Regions from separate parts of the Zea mays genome. Here region 1 is linked to region 2. A link is a contact called in public Hi-C data. All regions are on one chromosome and are shown on one strand. Each heading gives the region's core, a stretch centred on a gene start, on an enhancer-like site or on the middle of the called end of the contact. The rest is flanking DNA. Distances are from core to core; before and after follow the strand shown.

Region 1 (3,262 bases), core at 519-3,018, 250 kb after region 2:
GATACTCAAGTGCTTGTTTCACAGAGCTTGCAGCGGTGAAATGATCCCCATCTTCCGCATGCTGGAATCTCTGTCAAATGACCTGCAGAAGAAAAAAAAAAGAAGAAGAGTTAACAATATGACATACAGTTTTTAGACTTCAACGTCAAGCAGACAATAGGAGTAAAAAAAGATCATAAACAGGAAACCTATGATGAAGTTGACAACGATAAAATTTTTCGTCTAGATTCGCCACCGATGCGCCAGCAGCTTCGTCGGGCTATCCGATTCCGATCGATGGGGTCTACGTCGCAAACCACACGTCCGCTCTGATCCTACCGTGTGTGCGCCTTGCCGCCTTCCTGCCCTTTTCGCCCCCAGGATGGAATGGGAGTCCTGCCTCGCACGACACGGCGTCCACGCTGCTACGATTCACTCCGGCTGGCAGCTGGCTGAACGCGACGGGAAACACGGCGGGCCATGGAGGTGAAGGTACTACTAGACTTGGTGGTGAAGTGATTTGCTGCTACTTGCTAGAGGAAAAAAAAAGACTTGCTGTAGTGAAGTAGAAGCCAGACAGGGTTGGAGAAACACCTGCGATCTCACATGCCGTTTCTGCGCCTGCTGCCCCTTCGTCTTAACGGAAAACACGAGCAGCCACGGGCGTAGAAAAAGCGTAGAGAGGTCGGTGACTGGTATTCGTGGCGTCGTCTCGTCGGCAAACCGCAAACATATCCCCCCGCCGAGACGAGACGAGGCACGCACGGCATGCATGACATGCCACCACCCCCACCCCCACCCCCACCCCCCACATTGTTTTGCCGTTTCACATCAACACTCGTGTGAGCGGTGCGTTGTCGGCTCACGGGATCGAAGGGGCTCCACGACCGTACGACGATCCGCTCAGGCTCGGTGTAGTAATGTAGTTGGTGGTTGCTGCCGCCGGTAGCCCGGTACTGGTCCAGTACTAACTGTTGACTTTGGTTGGGTGCCGTCGGATGGAACGCCGTGACACGACCAGGCAAGGCTCCTCCGCCGTCGCTACACTGGGCCCGGACAAAGGGCCTCTTGTTTCCACGCCCGTGTTGATTCCTCCTGGCCCTGCATGCATACTATAGCTCGTCGGGGGGCAGATTTGTAACTTGCAAGCGAAATTGTAGAGTGCTGGGTGGGATTGACGAACGCGACGTCCTGGAGAGTCCCACGCTATCCACAGTTCGTTTTTAGGATAGGAAGAATCTTCTGCGGTGCCTCCTGTCCTGAGTGCTGACTGAATCGATGCCGCAGTATTCTCATCTCCGTTTCAGCATCTTGCGATGCCGCTCCAATATTCACTCATATTCTTGTTCTAAAATAGTTGCAGGGGTGGAAAAGGGGAAGAAGAATAAAAAAATACGGCATCGCTGCCTTTTTCACGTCTATCCAGATTCCAGCACCCCTGTCATGCATGTGTCGCCCGTCTGCCTTATCCTGTGCAGCGCGGCTTTAATGACGGGCCTGCCCCTGGAAAGCGCAAAAAGGGCAGCGCGGCCTTTTTCTCCGAGGGTCCCGCACGGCCCCACCACATAGGCGACGAGGTGGGTGGGCCCCTCTTCCGCCCGCCCTCATCCCCTTCCACTTCGCCTCCTCTTCTCTCTCTCCCCCGTCTCCTGTCTCCACCTGTTCCATCGCATTCTCCTCCCACCACCACCACACCACGCCTCGCTTATCCCCCCCCGAGACCCGACCCCTGCTCGACGACGTGCTGGCAAAACCTCCTCCTAGTCCTCTCGCAGAAGGAGGCTGTGTTCTTTCCTTCATCGGTGCGGCAACAGCGAAAGCTTCTCGGTCGATCTCTCCCACCGCTGCTCCGCCGTTTGGGTGGTTCCGCGCCTTGGCCGCGCGGGTTGGATCCGAGCTCCGTGCAGCAGCTCCGCCGCGATACGGTGAGCGCTCTTTCTGCTTGTTGCTTCACCGGGACCTGTTCGTTCTCTGTATGCTAGCTTGCTTGGATTCGGACAATCGGTACCGTCCCTGGAAGGGGTAGCTTGGATTTGGATGAGGACTCTGTTGCTTCGTCGATCGGGGATTGAGTGTTCGATTTCGAGTCCGCTTGCTTGGTCTGGTCCGCCGGTGTTCCAGGGAGTTCGGCGTGTATGTGTGTGTTGGTCTTGGACTGACAAGTCTGAACTGTATATTTTTTTCCTCCTCTTTGCGGATACTTCACGTTTTTATTCTGTGTTGCGTAGAGCGTACGTGAGTGGTCTTGGTTTGTTTGATTTTGCCCTTGAGCAGGCGGACTCAGTTGCTCAAGTCTTGATTGCCCCCATCTAATCACCGGAGCACAGTGGCTTTGCTTGTATCTGCAGCCAGTTCGTCTGGAAAGGTTTTTTTATCTGTTTTTTTAAGGTTGCTTTTGAATAGTGATCGTATATTCGCGCTTTGCTTGCACGTGGTATTCTTTTCTGTTCTTAGCCGCAACTATTCATCGGTGTCGAACAGAGATCCTTTTTCAGCGTGAACTTGGCTGTTTTTGAGCGAAGTATGTCGTGCATATTTTGAGTGGCGCAAGTCCGTTGGCTTCCACGCATAGCTGGCATATGTGTGCAAGCGACTAGTCAGAGGAAAAAAAGTGAGTGTTAGTGCCTTAGTGGTGCTTAACGACCTGTATCTGTTCTAACGGAAGTTTGGCAAGTGACAACTTATGCTATGCTAGTACAAGCTATTACCGGCCATGTGCATGGAAAGTGTCGGTTAGATATGCCAAAATATGAACATGACACTTAAAATGATAACCAGGGAGCCATTTGCACTAGAGGTCGCTAAAGTTTGGCTGCACTTCATCCTATTTGTCTCTCACGCCTATGTGCTGATATGCTGTGCTAAGCTGGCATGATAGGACTCTTTGGCTTCTTCAAAGCATTGATGCCAATTGCAATAAGCGTTTCTGGCTCCAAGTTGACTATTCACTCTATCTTTTGGTGGTACCAGATCAGATGAATTGTTGTCGCTCTATTCGAAGGTCTTTTGAACTTACTGGCTATGCTTTACAGCGATTATATGCTTTGGCAAAAGTATAGTCTCATATTACAGTTTGTTCTGTTTCTTAGGAAAAATATTTGCAGTTCGTTCTGGTTAGAAGTCTGCCTTAGATTACACGTCTGTACTTCTATTTTGAAACTTATTTTGTTATCTATAATGCCCTGGTCGGCAGATCTAGGAAGGATATCTGAATCTCAAGTTTTCTGTGAGGGAGTGGTTCTGTGTTATCCTAAGATTGTTGCTGTATTGTTACTGACTGTTT
Region 2 (3,343 bases), core at 115-2,614:
AGACAACATCCTACTTCAAAAATTGTGTCTGTACCGAACTCCTTTCTCCACTGCAGCATGTCCGCCCACATCTGTGCTGCTTTTTCAAAATCGAACTTCCTTGCTTTTAAAAATCTACAGCAGAGAACTGAAAATCAACAACTGGCATTATATAGCTGAAAATAACAATATGAGCATATTTCCTCAGGTGTCAGATCTCAACCTAAGCATCGTGTGGTAATTATCATGCTTGACTGGTAGCAAGCCCCTAGCAAACAAAACCTCCCGAAACGAGTTCACTGCTTGCTCTTCTTCAGCATCCCTGACATCTTCTATAGCTATCCTTGGCACTCTGCAGTCCACTTTTCTCTTCCCCCTCTTCTTCAGGGAGTGTGTGAGTCTTGTCGATGCATGCAAGGCTTTCTTCTTCAGTGACCGCATCCTGGTGTGCCTTGGCTCGTCCTCCGAGATCTCGGCATCTGCCCTATTCCTCCTCTCATCGTTACTAACAGATATCTGGATGCTATCCACATTACCCTCTGCAACAGAGCATGGCCGACGCCAGAACGTTAGCTGCATTGCATGACCGACTCATTAAAACTGAAGCAACGACAACGAACACCTGGCTATACCTGACATTCTGTACAAAACCAGCTCAGATGACCAAGCGCTCCCTCTTTGTATTACGCTGCCCGATCACTGATTCGGTGCACAAGGCAGCCCCAACACTGCCATTAAACGGATCATAAATACATGTCAGAATTCACAGAGTTTGTGTTCGCATCAAATTCGGAGTGTATTCCATTCCAGAGCGGCGGGCGGATAAAACGAGGGCTATAAGAGGCTCAGTTGAACACACAGATAAAATCGAAAAGTTGGACCAAATCACCTACATCAGTACGAACTCCACCACGCGGCAAACAAGCTGCCAACTGGATGGATTGGAGGGAAACAGGGCATATTCGACTTTCAGAGCTCACAACCGACAAAAGGGGGAGAGATTCTCGGAGAAAACGAGCAATCGGATCTGATCGGATCGTCACTCCATCTCCACGCCGGTGGCGTCTCAGGGGACGAGGACACGCGGACGCCGATGGGGCGAGGGATAGAGGGGCAGGGGCGGTCCAAAAGGGGGTACCTGGATCTGGATCGCTGCGGCTCGGCTCGGATGGCGGTGGCGCGCCTAAGAAGGTCGCCTCCGACGTGAGATCGATCCACTGCCCTGAGATCACGATGAGAAGAGACGGGGCAGCAGCACGAAGCGTTTGGTGTGATCGGCTTGCCTCCCTCGGCGCCTCGTCTCCTAACGCTTACGCTTCCCTTGCTTCGTTTCCGCCTACTCCTTCCTCCCTATACTCTAGTTTGCCCTTGCCTCTGCTAGTGCTCGGTAACTAGGCGCTCTTTTTTGCCAGTTCTTGCTCCGGGCCCGGCGTCAGCGGCTTTTCGCGCGGTGTCGTGTACGCCAGAGCCCAGAAGGTCGTGCGCGCGTCGCGATTGACTGGCTCCACCGCTGGGCGCGCCCGCGTTGCGTGACTGCTTTGGCAGGCTGCGGCGCGCCGACGCTCACGTGCAAGGCCAACAGCAGGGCGCTGAGCATAGGACCCCTGTGTCACTTAAGAAATTCTTCTGTTCCGGAGATCTTCGGCTTTTAAGTCATGTTTGGTTCGTTACCTCAATTACAACATTTTGCTTAACTTTTTTATCTAAGGTTAGTTATTCAGAGGCTGTTTAGTTTGCTGCCTAACTTGCCACATTTTATCTAATTTTTTCTGGCTAAGGTTAGTTCTTCAATTCGATCGACTAGCCTTAGGCAAAGTGTGGCTCAGTTAACCGTGAACCAAACATGCCCTCAATTTAGACGACTAACCTTAGGTAAAGTGTGACACATTTAGCTACAAACCAAACATGCCCTTAGTCTGTTTGGTTTTATGATTAATTTTTAGTTTTTCTATTTTATTTTATTTTAGTCTCTAATTATTAAATATAGAACGGTTTTAGTTTTTATATTTGACAATTTAAGGGTTACATTAGAAAAAAATAAATGGACTAAAAATTAGTCCTCAGAAACCAAACATCCCTCGTATTCGGATACCTCAATTTATATAGGGAATATACTAAGTTCAACCATAAATGTTAATATAGCTATGGATATGGGTGGTAATGGATCGCGATCCAAATGCTTCTTCATAATTTTTAAGGCCTAAATTATTTCTAGTTCAAAAATGAATAGAAATAAGGTTTGATTCTAATCCGATCCGATTCTTAAATTTTATAGTGTAAAATTTAGAGCTCATTGTCATCCCGGGGTTGTTCGCTTCAGATTAAAGACAGTTGTATGTATTGCTGCAGCTGCAATCCATAGAGACAAAACATTGTAGAAACTGGTACAGATTAAAGTCAAATGAACTATACAATCAAAACGTAAGACTAAATATTAAAGAATATTTTACAAACAGTAACATCTATAAGAGACAGAGGGTTATTTTAAAAATATATTTTTAAGGCTAGTTTGGAAACCCATTTTTCGAGGGATTTTAATTTTTTTACGGAAAAATAAATTAATTCCCTTGAAAATGGGGTTCGCAAACTAGCACTAAAAGGTTTTCATCTTCATTCTTATGCCTTAGTTGAACAATTGTGTCAATTTGTATCATTCCACCTGATATATTTTCTTTTATAATAATGTATGATGAGAGAGAAGTGACCCTAAAAGAAGATCAATAAAGATATAATTAGCCGAAAACATAGAAAGTAATAGTTACATGCCCGAATACAAAGGAAACAGTTTATGTACTACCTTTCGCGAACAAGCAAATTTGTCACCTGATTATTATTTGGCAAAAAAGGACTTATCATTTTCTGATATGATCAGACTAAGTGAGGACTTTCAAGTAAGTTCATGCCACCTAGTCCACTTGCTAAACTTGTTAATCATTGAAGTAGTATAGTTTTTTACAATATATCTCTAACTTAGAATAACTTACTTTTGACTTTCTTATTATACGCTCAGGTAATTTGAGCCTTATCTTTCTCTATATCCTTAAGAGCCTTCAATCTCTTGTCTACCATATCACCAATGTTATCCATCATCAAAACATGATAAATTAGAGCAAATAATTCATTTTTGTTTAGCAAGCATATAAGAACCAAATTCACCTTGACAGATAACACAATTTCTTACGCATATACTAGTTCAAAAATAAATACAGAGTGTGGAATACAATTCTTCTTGCTATGAGTTGCTCAATCAATACGGATAACTTTGGGAGCTAACTCAAAATATTGTAAGCAAGAGAACTTTTAGAGAGGGAGAGGAGAAGGAAGAAATAAATCGAATGGTGATGATCAACACAAATGAACACAG

What was found. Hi-C and Micro-C count contacts between places; a contact is called where the count stands out from the background.
Region 1: a Hi-C map of leaf mesophyll shows a contact between it and region 2, with 2.4 times the contacts expected there. The contact joins the promoter of LOC100304421 here to the promoter of LOC100381849 in region 2. A contact is called at or near these places in 2 of 25 Hi-C or Micro-C datasets (leaf and leaf mesophyll).

Annotation. Positions count from the first base shown.
Region 1 is chr5:212,215,226-212,218,487 of Zm-B73-REFERENCE-NAM-5.0, forward strand. It overlaps LOC100304421, which reads left to right and starts at 1,769. Exons shown (of 5, transcript NM_001165856.1): 1 at 1,769-1,904. LOC103627665 (a long non-coding RNA gene) reads right to left here and starts at 704. Exons shown (of 4, transcript XR_002262081.1): 1 at 574-704; 2 at 6-82.
Region 2 is chr5:211,967,848-211,971,190 of Zm-B73-REFERENCE-NAM-5.0, forward strand. LOC100381849 reads right to left here and starts at 1,365. Exons shown (of 15, transcript NM_001361546.1): 1 at 1,118-1,365; 2 at 612-707; 3 at 203-518; 4 at 15-114. The coding sequence starts at 618.